Regions from separate parts of the Sus scrofa genome. Here region 2 is linked to region 1. A link is a contact called in public Hi-C data. All regions are on one chromosome and are shown on one strand. Each heading gives the region's core, a stretch centred on a gene start, on an enhancer-like site or on the middle of the called end of the contact. The rest is flanking DNA. Distances are from core to core; before and after follow the strand shown.

Region 1 (4,788 bases), core at 1,306-3,805:
AGCCCTAAAAAGACCAAAAACAAACAAACAAAAAAAACCCCAAAAAACCCCAAAACACCCAACTACTATCCACAAGGATGCAGATTTGATCCCTCGCCTCACTCAGTGGATTAAGGATCTGTCACTGCTGTGAACTGTGGTGTAGGTCACAGACATGCCCTAGATCCCTCGTTGCTGTGGCTGTGGTGCAGGCTGGAAGCTACAGCTCTGATTTGACCCCTAGCCTGGGAATTTCCATATGCTGCTGGTGTGGCCCTAAAAAGAAAAAAAAAAAAATTTTTTTTTAATGTTTTCGGTCTTTTGTCTTTTTAGGGCTGGATCCTTAACCCACTGAGCGAGGCCAGAGATCAAACCCGCAACCTCATAGTTCCTAGTCGGATTCATTTCCGATGTGCCACGACGGGAGCTCCCCAAGAAAGAGAAAAATTAAAAAAAGATCGAGAAACCAGGAGTCTGGGGCCTGTTTACTTCTGTGTTCCCTTCTGAGCCTAATATAGGATCCAGCAGACTGAACTGCAGACCTGTTTACTGACTGCACTGCTGGGCCATCCTTGAGTCCTTTGATGAGCTGTCACTCCACTCCCAGTGCCAGTTGGAAAGTGTTCTGGCCACACAGGGGGAATCTTACCTTCTGCCCACGGCTCCACCCCGCTCAGACGGTGTGACTTAACACAGGGCCCTTCCTCTCTCCCAGGTGGGCACCAAAGCGCCAAGTGAAGGGAGCAGTGGAGATTCCTGGCTGGTGGGGCTCGGCCAAGGGCATGAGCTGGTACTCCAGCCTTCGCCCCACCCCCGGAGCCGCTCTGTCCTTTTTTTTTTTCCCCCTGCACCCACAGCATGTGGAAGTTCCTAGGCCAGGGATGGAAACCATGCCACAGCAGTGACCAGAGCCCCTGCAGTGACAATGCCAAATCCATAACCCACGGCAACACCAGGGAACTCTCGTCCTTCATTTTTAACTTTTACACATTGGGCTTCCATGCGAGGTTTCTCTTTTGTTTTTAAGGCTTTCCTGAGGCAAAAGTGATACACACTAAACTGGTGTATTTAAAGTGTATGATTTGATACGTTTTGACACATACACACACACACATGCGCACACACACTTGGGAAACCAGCTACAATCAAGAGAGGGAACATATCCATTACCCTCAAGAACTCCTTGGAGTTCCCTTCATGACTCAGCAGAAATGAATCTGACTAGCATCCATGAGGACACAGGTTCGAGCCCTGGCCTCACTCAGTGGGTTAAGGATCTGGCATGTAAATCGCAGATGCAGCTGGGATCTGGCGTTGCTGTGGCTGTGGTGTAGGCCGGCAGCTGTAGCTCTGATTTGACCCCTAGCCTGGGAACCTCCATATGCCGAGGGTACAGCCCTAAAAAATTTTTTAAAAGAAACCTCTCCTGCCCCTTTCTAATTCCCCCATTGCCTAGGAGCCACACACTAGCTGGCGTGTTTTTTTTTTTCTCTTTTTTTTAATTACTCAATGAATTTATTACATTTATAGTTGTACAATGATCACCACAATCCAGTTTTACGGTATTTCCACCCCGTACCCCCAGTGCATCCCCCCACTTCCCAACCTCTCTCCTTTGGAAACCATAATTTTTTCGAAGTCTGTGAGTCAGTATCTGTTCCACAAAGAAGTTCATTGTGTCCTTTTTTCAGATTCCCCATGTAAGTGATAACGTTTGATGTTGGTGTCTCATTGTCTGACTTCACTTAGCATGATAATTTCTAGGTCCATCCATGTTGTTAAAAATGCCGTTGTTTCGTTCCTTTTAATGGCTGAGTAATATTCCATTGTGTATATATATGTACCCAGTTGCAGTTTTCTAGATTTTTTTTTTTATGTAAACAAACCCATACAGTATGTACTGATTTGTGTTGGCTTCTTTCATTCAGCACAATTGTTTTGAGATTCACCTGTGTTGGCACGTGTATGAATAGCCCATTCCTTTCTAATGCTGCCTGTGTCGTGCTATACGGATGCACCATATTTCGTTTACCCACTGACTTGTTGGTGGGCACTTGGGTAGTTTCCCACTTGCAGCTATTACAAATGAATGTTCCTGCTGTGAACACTCCTTCTCACAAGATTTTATCTGAAAAAGTTGCACGGTTAAAAAAAAAAAAAAAAAGCGAGAGTTCCCTGGTGGCTCAGTGGGTTTAAGATCCAGCAGTGTCACGGCAGTGGCTTGGGTTGCCGCTGTGGCGCAGGTTCAATCCCTGGCCCGGGAACTTCTGTATGCTGTGAGCATGGAAAAGAAGAAGAAGGGGGAGGGGGAGGAGGAGGAGAAAAAGAAGCCGCATAACATGATCTCCAAAGTCACGGGCTTTTAAGGACAGGAAAGCTGTCGTGGGGAGTCATGTTCTAAGGGAAGTGCCATTTTCGAGATCCTGTGGGTGCCAAGCAGCTGACCGCATGGACTCATTCCAGCCCAGCATGTCTGGGACGCAGGTGCCATTGTTTCTCCCAGTTTACAGACAAAACAGCTGAGCCATAGAGGTGTCTGATGACACACATCGAGCCTATGGCAGAGCCGTGACTCAGCCCCAGGGTCTGATGGCCTCTGGGAAGAGAACCAGCACTGGTTCTTTTGCTTACTTTGACTCACTGAGTGGTTGGGATGGATATTTGCGTTGTATCCTCATGCTGGGCTCACTGGGGACACCCAGTCGAGCCTGGAAGGCACAGTGGGGAGGGGTGCAGAGCAGCAGCAGGAAGTGAGTTCGCCATGGTCCTGAGGGGCACCGGGCCGGGCAGAGGCAGGCAGGCAGGAGCCCCTTGTTGTGCAGAGGCGGCTGGACCCTCCACGTGTGTTCTCTCCTGTAACGTTCACAGTAATCCTGTGACATGGAAGATTATCTCCATTTTATTTTATTTTTTTATTTTTATTATTTTATGGCCACACCCACAGCAAACAGAAGTTCTAGGGACTGAATCCAAGTTGCAGCTTCAACCTACACCAAAGCTGCACCTACACCGGATCCTTAAGCCACTGCGCTGGGGATCAAACCCAAGCCTCTGAAGCCACTCAAGCCACTGCGGTTGGGTTCTTAACCCACTGTGCCACAGTGGGAACTCCTCCATTTTATAGATGAGAAAACTGAGGGTCAGGAGAATCTGTCAGTCAGGCTTCTGTCGGCGTCAAGTAATAGAAAAGCCAACTGAAAGTGGCTTAAGCCATAAATACATTCACCTGACAAAACCCCCAAAGTGCCAGATGTTATCTGGGGTCCCCAGAACCCAGGCTCCTTCCCTCACTGTAGGCTTCATCCTCTGTGCTGGGCTCATCCCTCCCTCGCAGCCCCCAGAACGGTGGCAACAGTTTCAGGGGTCACAAGCCAACAATGGCATCTGCAGCCACCCAGAGAACTCTCTCCCCAGTCACCCCCCCCACCTTTTTTTTTTTTTTTTTTTCAGCTGAGCCCAAGGCATGTAGAAGTTCCCCAGCTGGGGATGGAACCCGTGCCACAGCAGTGACAAGGTCGGTCCTTAACCCACTGCGGCCGGGAGAGAACACCCTTTTTATTTTTTCTGTCACCCCTTTTAAGAGGGAAGAGTCCCACCTGGCAGCTCTCAGCAGACTCCCCCTCACTTCTCAAGGGCCAGAATTGCCTAAGCTAATCCTCCAATCAGGAGCCACCTTTTGGGTGGGGTCCCGGAGGTGGGTGCTGACCGGAGGGTCTGGTCCTGAGGAAGTAAGGGTCTGCCTCAGAGAAGGGACTTGCTCAAGGATGCAGGTGGTTGGAGGCGGAGCCGAGCCCTAAAACCCAGAGGTGCTCCACCCTGCCTGTTAACCTTCCAAGATTTTATTATCCTCCTTCCACAGGAGAGGAAATAGAGGCTCCTGTTGTAGAAACCAGGCACTTCCCAGCCCCGCTGCTCCATTAGCACAGTCCATGCCAGTGGTGTATTATCCCACCACCTACGAGGTAAGATGCTATCCTTACACCCATTTTACAGAGGGAGACACAGAGGCACAGAGAATAAGATGCTTGCCTAAGGTCACACCGCCAGAAAGTGGTGATCCTGGTATTTGAACCCTGCCTGGTATTCCAGAAGCCCGCCACACACAAAGGTCAAAGGTGGGGCAGGGGGAAGGGTCAGGTAGGCAAGTCAGAGGGCAGGTGGGATGGCCTCCAGGGAGAGCTGAGCAGTCACAGGCGAATGCTGGCTGCTTGGAAAGCCCAGTGGCCGGAACCCAGCTGGGGCCAGGCCAGCTGGCAGGCCAAGCCCAATCTGCAACATGAGCCCAGGAGCTGTCACTGTCCACCCACCTCGCCTGCTTCTCCGGTTCCAGGTCTCTGCCTGGGCCCCTGCAGGAGCCCAAAGTATAGATTTAGGTTTTATCGGTAACAAGTGCTCATAGGACAGCTCAGCAAACCACAGATGCTTGCAGTCCAGAGGAACTTCAAGGAATTTGGGTCTGATGCTCCATTTTACAGATGGGAAAACTGAGGCCAATCTTGCGTAAAAGCTTGGTTGGTTGGTTAATTTTTTTATCTGTTTTATTCACTTCCTCATCCCTGTCACCTAGAATAATGTGTGTCACATAGTAGGCATTCAATAAACATTTGTAGAATGAACGACTGATTCTTTGAATAAATGTGGTACTTAGCATTGCAGCAGCAAGCTGCTGTCAGGAGTTTCTGTTGAGGCTCAGCGAGTTAAGAGCCTGACTAGTATTCATGAGGATGCAGGTTCGATTCCTGGCCTCGCTCAGTGGGTTAAGGATCTGGCTTTGCTGCAAGCTGTGGTGTAGGTTGAAGATGTGTCTTG
Region 2 (4,684 bases), core at 1,682-4,181, 310 kb after region 1:
ATCCATTCATGATCAAGACCCTCGCCAAAGTGGGTATAGAGGGAACATTCCTGAATATAATCAAAGCCATTTATGATAAACCCACAGCAAATATAATACTCAATGGGGAAAAACTGAAAGCCTTCTCACTCAAATCTGGAACAAGACAGGGATGCCCACTCTCACCACTGCTCTTCAACATAGTTTTGGAAGTCCTGGCCACAGCAATTAGACAAACAAAAGAAATAAAAGGCATCCATATAGGAAGAGAAGAGATAAAACTGTCACTGTATGCAGATGACATGATACTATACATAGAAAACCCTGAGGACTCAACCCAAAAACTACTTGAACTGATTAATAAATTCAGCAAAGTAGCAGGATATAAGATTAACATTCAGAAGTCAGTTGCATTTCTGTATACCAGCAATGAAACATTAGAAAAGGAATACAAAAATGCGATACCTTTTAAAATTGTACCTCACAAAATCAACTACCTCGGAATACACCTGACCAAGGAGGTAAAGGACCTATATGCCGAGAACTATAAAACTTTAATCAAAGAAATCAAAGAAGATGTAAAGAAATGGAAAGATATTCCATGTTCCTGGATTGGGAAAATCAATATTGTAAAAATGGCCATACTACCCAAAGCAATCTACAGATTCAATGCAATCCCTATCAAATTACCCATGACATTTTTCACAGAACTAGAACAAACAATCCAAACATTTATATGGAACAACAAAAGACCCAGAATCGCCAAAGCAATCCTGAGAAACAAAAACCAAGCAGGAGGCATAACTCTCCCAGACTTCAAGAAATACTACAAAGCCACAGTCATCAAAACAGTGTGGTACTGGTACCAAAACAGACAGACAGATCAATGGAACAGAATAGAGAACCCGGAAATAAACCCTGACACCTATGGTCAATTAATCTTTGACAAGGGAGGCAAGAACATAAAATGGGAAAAAGAAAGTCTATTCAGCAAGCATTGCTGGGAAACCTGGACAGCAACATGCAAAGCAATGAAACTAGAACACACCCTCACACCATGCACAAAAATAAACTCAAAATGGCTGAAAGACGTACTGTTTTTGATAGTGGTCGTACCCATTTACATTCCCACCAACAGGGTACCTTTTTCTCCACACCTTCTCCAGCATTTGTTGTTTGTGACTTGTGGATGATGTCCATTCTACCAGGTGTGAGGTAGTTTTGATTTGCATTTCTCTAATTATTAGTGATATTGAGCATTTTTTCATATGCCCGTTGGCCATCCATATGTCTTCTTTGGAGAAATGTCTATTTAGGTCTTCTGCCCATTTTTCAATTGGATTGTTTGTTTTTTTGTTGTTGAGTTGCATGAATTGTTGGAAAAACTGGAAAGCTACATGTAAAAGAATGAAAGCAGAACACTATCTAACACCATATACAAAAATAAACTCAAAATGGATTAAAGACCTAAACATAAGGCCAGACACTATATAGCTCCTAGAGAAAGAACAGGCAGAAGACTCTTTGACATAAATCACAGCGATGTCTTGTTTGACCCACCTCCTAGAATAATGATAATAAAGACACAAATAAACCCATGGGACCTAATCGAACTCAAAAGCTTTTGCACAGCAAAGGAAGCCATGAAAAAAAAAAAAAAAAAGACGGCCATGAAATGGGAGAAAATCTTTGCCAGCGATGCAACAGACAAGTGCCTAATCTCCAAAATATACAAACAACGAGGGATTTTAGATTGTGGGGTTCACTGCTGCACCCGACTCCAGCAGTGCTGGCACATAGCACGTGCTCCATATGTGTAAGCTGTTTGTTGTCTTCTGGTTTAGTTTCTAAGCAGACAGTGTGTGGGGAGCATACCCCAGCTCACTCAGCAGAGAGGCGGAACCACGGGCTAGCCCCATGCCCTCTGGCCCCAAAGCCCAGCTATTCAACCATCACATCAGCTGCCCAGTGTCAGGGCCCTGGGGACTCACCTCGGGCCACCACTTGGTCTCAGGTAGCTTCCTTTGTGTGTGTGTGTGTGTGTGTGTGTGTGTGTGTGTGTGTGTGTGTGTGTGTCTTTTTAGGGCTGCACCTGAGGCATATGGAGTTTCCTAGGCTAAGGGTCAAATTGAAGCTGTAGCCGCCAGCCTGCGCCACAGCCACAGCCACGCCAGATCTGAGCCTCATCTGCGACCTACACCACAACTCACGGCAACAATGGATCCTTAACCCAATGAGCGAGGCCAGGGATTGAACCTGTGTCCCCATGGATACTAGTCAGATTCGTTTCCACAGAGCCATGATGGGAACTGCTCTGGCAGCTTCTGATTCTCTCTGGTCAAGGAGCTGCCCCTGCCCACCAAAGATAGGCCTCTGGTGGCCCCTCGTTTCCCCTTAATGAATAACTCCAATCGCCCGGGCTCTGAAGCCTGGCAGCCTGGGTTCAGATGCTGGCTCTGGGAGTTCCCATTGTGACTCAGCATGTTAGGAACCTGACTAGTATCCATGAGGATGCAGCTTTGATCCCTGGCCTCGCTCAGTGGGTAAAGGATCCAGCATTGCTGCCAGCTGCGGCATAGTTTGAGAGTGAGTCTCAGCTCTGGCATTACTGTGGCTGTGGCGTAGGTCAGCCCTAGCCTGGGAACTCCCATATGCCACAAATGCGGCCCTAAAAAAGGCAAAACAAAACAAAACAAAAAACAAATGCTAGAAAAACTTACGGTTTCCAAATGAGACAGGTTGGGGGGTAGGGGGATGTGCTGAGGGTTTGGGATGGGAATGCTGGGAAATTTGGTTGTGATGATTGTTGTACACCTATAAATGTGACAAAATTCATTAAGTAATTTTAAAAAAATGCTAGCTCTGCTCTTTTCTCTGTGTGTCCTTGGGCAGGGACCATGATCCATGCCTCAGATCCTCCCCTGTAAAGAAGGGGGAGAGATATGACCTAGTCCAAGAGCCATAAGGATGCAATAAGCGAACCCCAGTAAAATGCGAGAGCAGCGTGTGAATCCGATGAGTGCTGGCCATTGTCGCTGCTAACCACCAGCCCAGGGCACCTGGCCCACTGCTTCCTCTTGTCTTTCCAAAGGCCCAGCCCCCTGCCCACCCGACCACAGGGCTGAGTGGACACTAACAGCTTTCCCGGAGGGCTGGCCCCGCCCCTCCAGACTCATCTCGGAGCCCTGCCCACGCAGGGGGCCCACGGCATGGCCCTCAATCAATAAGCCCAGCTGACTGTGGCTTTGGGGTCTCAACCACCAGCCGCGGCAGCCTGGCTGGTCCAGACCACAGGTCCAGCTGGGGCCAGGAGCCGGTGGAAGTTACAGCATGGGGAGAGTGTGAGCCGGGGTCCCAGCTGCCCCAGGGCCCCTGCTGTGGGGCCAGAGCAGGTATTGCTCTGCTGACACCAGCCCCCACCCCTGGCATGAGGGTGAGGATGGAGGAGGGATCGGGGGAGGTGCAGGGAAATGGTCCCAAGACCTGCCTCAGCTGCACCAGTGCCTTGCTGCCTGATCTTTGCCAAGCAGCTTCTCTCTGGGCCTCGTTTCCTTTTGTAAAATGGGGGGAATGGGATGGGGGCCAATCCTTGCCCCCTCTGCCTCCAGGACATTATAAGAAAAAAGATCAGGGCTCCCTCTGGTGCTGAGAGCTGGGCTCTGTGCTACATGCCGTATGTGTACTGTCTCACGAAATTCCATTTTGCAGATGAGGAAACTGAGGCTGATGTGTTCCTAAAAGCTCATTTCACAAAGCTCAGGAAGGTGACCAGCCTGTCCTACAGGCTCCCTGAAGGAGACCAGGTCCCAGTTTGGGAAGGAATTCTTTTCTTCTCAGGCCACCCTCAGCAAAGACTTTGCCCTGTCCAGGACCCTTTGTTCACCTGCAAATTGATGTGGGGCTTTTTTTTTCCCTACGTCCTGTTTTTCACAACTGACACCAAAGAGCAGTCCAGGACCTTCTCTGCAGGATGCTGGTTCCCACTGCCATCCCACCTCTGCTGCAGCAGCCACAGCTCTGCTCTGTGGTACCAGAGGGGTGTTTATAGAAACCCTTGTCCAGCTTGGATGTCCCTCAGAGCAGCCGCATCCTAGCAAGGGTTGGACCTCAGCAGATGCTTTAGGCAAGGGGCTGTAGCGCCCCCTGGCCCCGGGCTGGAGCAGGATTTTCGACGTGCCAGGCTGAGCAAGGCTGGTCCTCACCCAACACCACTCCCGCTGCTTCCTGAAGTCCTGCTCCCACTCACACCTCCAAACCTCATCCAGGGTGAGGCCAGCGGGGCCCAGACCCAAACCCACAGCAGTGTGGCTTCCTGGGAAAGACAGTGTTTCCTGGGTGCTGGCTCCTTAGCGGACACTTTCAAAAGTTCCCATCCAGCCCACTCCCGGCATGAAACCCACTCATCCTACAAACCATTGCATTCGGAGTGGATAAGCAAAAAGAGATCCTGCTGTGTAGCCCTGGGAACTTTATCTAGTCACTTGTGAGGGAGCACGATGGAGGATAATGTGAGAAAGAGAATGTATATGTGTATGTGTGACTGGGTCACTTTGCTGTACAGTATAAAATTGACAGAATGCAGTAAACCAACTATAATGGAAAAAATAAAAATCATTTAAAATTTTTAAAATAAAATAATAATCATAATTCAAATAATTAAAGTGAATACAGTTTTCTTTAAAAAAGAAAAAAGAAAAGAAACCCA

Evidence for each region. Hi-C and Micro-C count contacts between places; a contact is called where the count stands out from the background.
Region 2: a Hi-C map of embryonic fibroblasts shows a contact between it and region 1, with 1.6 times the contacts expected there. The contact joins two enhancer-like sites. A contact is called at or near these places in 9 of 47 Hi-C or Micro-C datasets (alveolar macrophages, embryonic fibroblasts, epiblast stem cells and 5 more).

What each region holds. Positions count from the first base shown.
Region 1 is chr6:82,359,681-82,364,468 of Sscrofa11.1, forward strand. No RefSeq gene overlaps it. Among named protein-coding and RNA genes, the nearest start is that of CLIC4, 39 kb to the right of the region's middle. Within about 2 kb of position 2,556, at least 14 of the 83 cell types and tissues checked have an H3K27ac peak or open chromatin away from gene starts, as enhancers often do. A contact at or near this core is called in embryonic fibroblasts, where this site is marked.
Region 2 is chr6:82,672,965-82,677,648 of Sscrofa11.1, forward strand. No RefSeq gene overlaps it. Among named protein-coding and RNA genes, the nearest start is that of RUNX3, 80 kb to the left of the region's middle. Within about 2 kb of position 2,932, at least 3 of the 83 cell types and tissues checked have an H3K27ac peak or open chromatin away from gene starts, as enhancers often do. A contact at or near this core is called in embryonic fibroblasts, where this site is marked.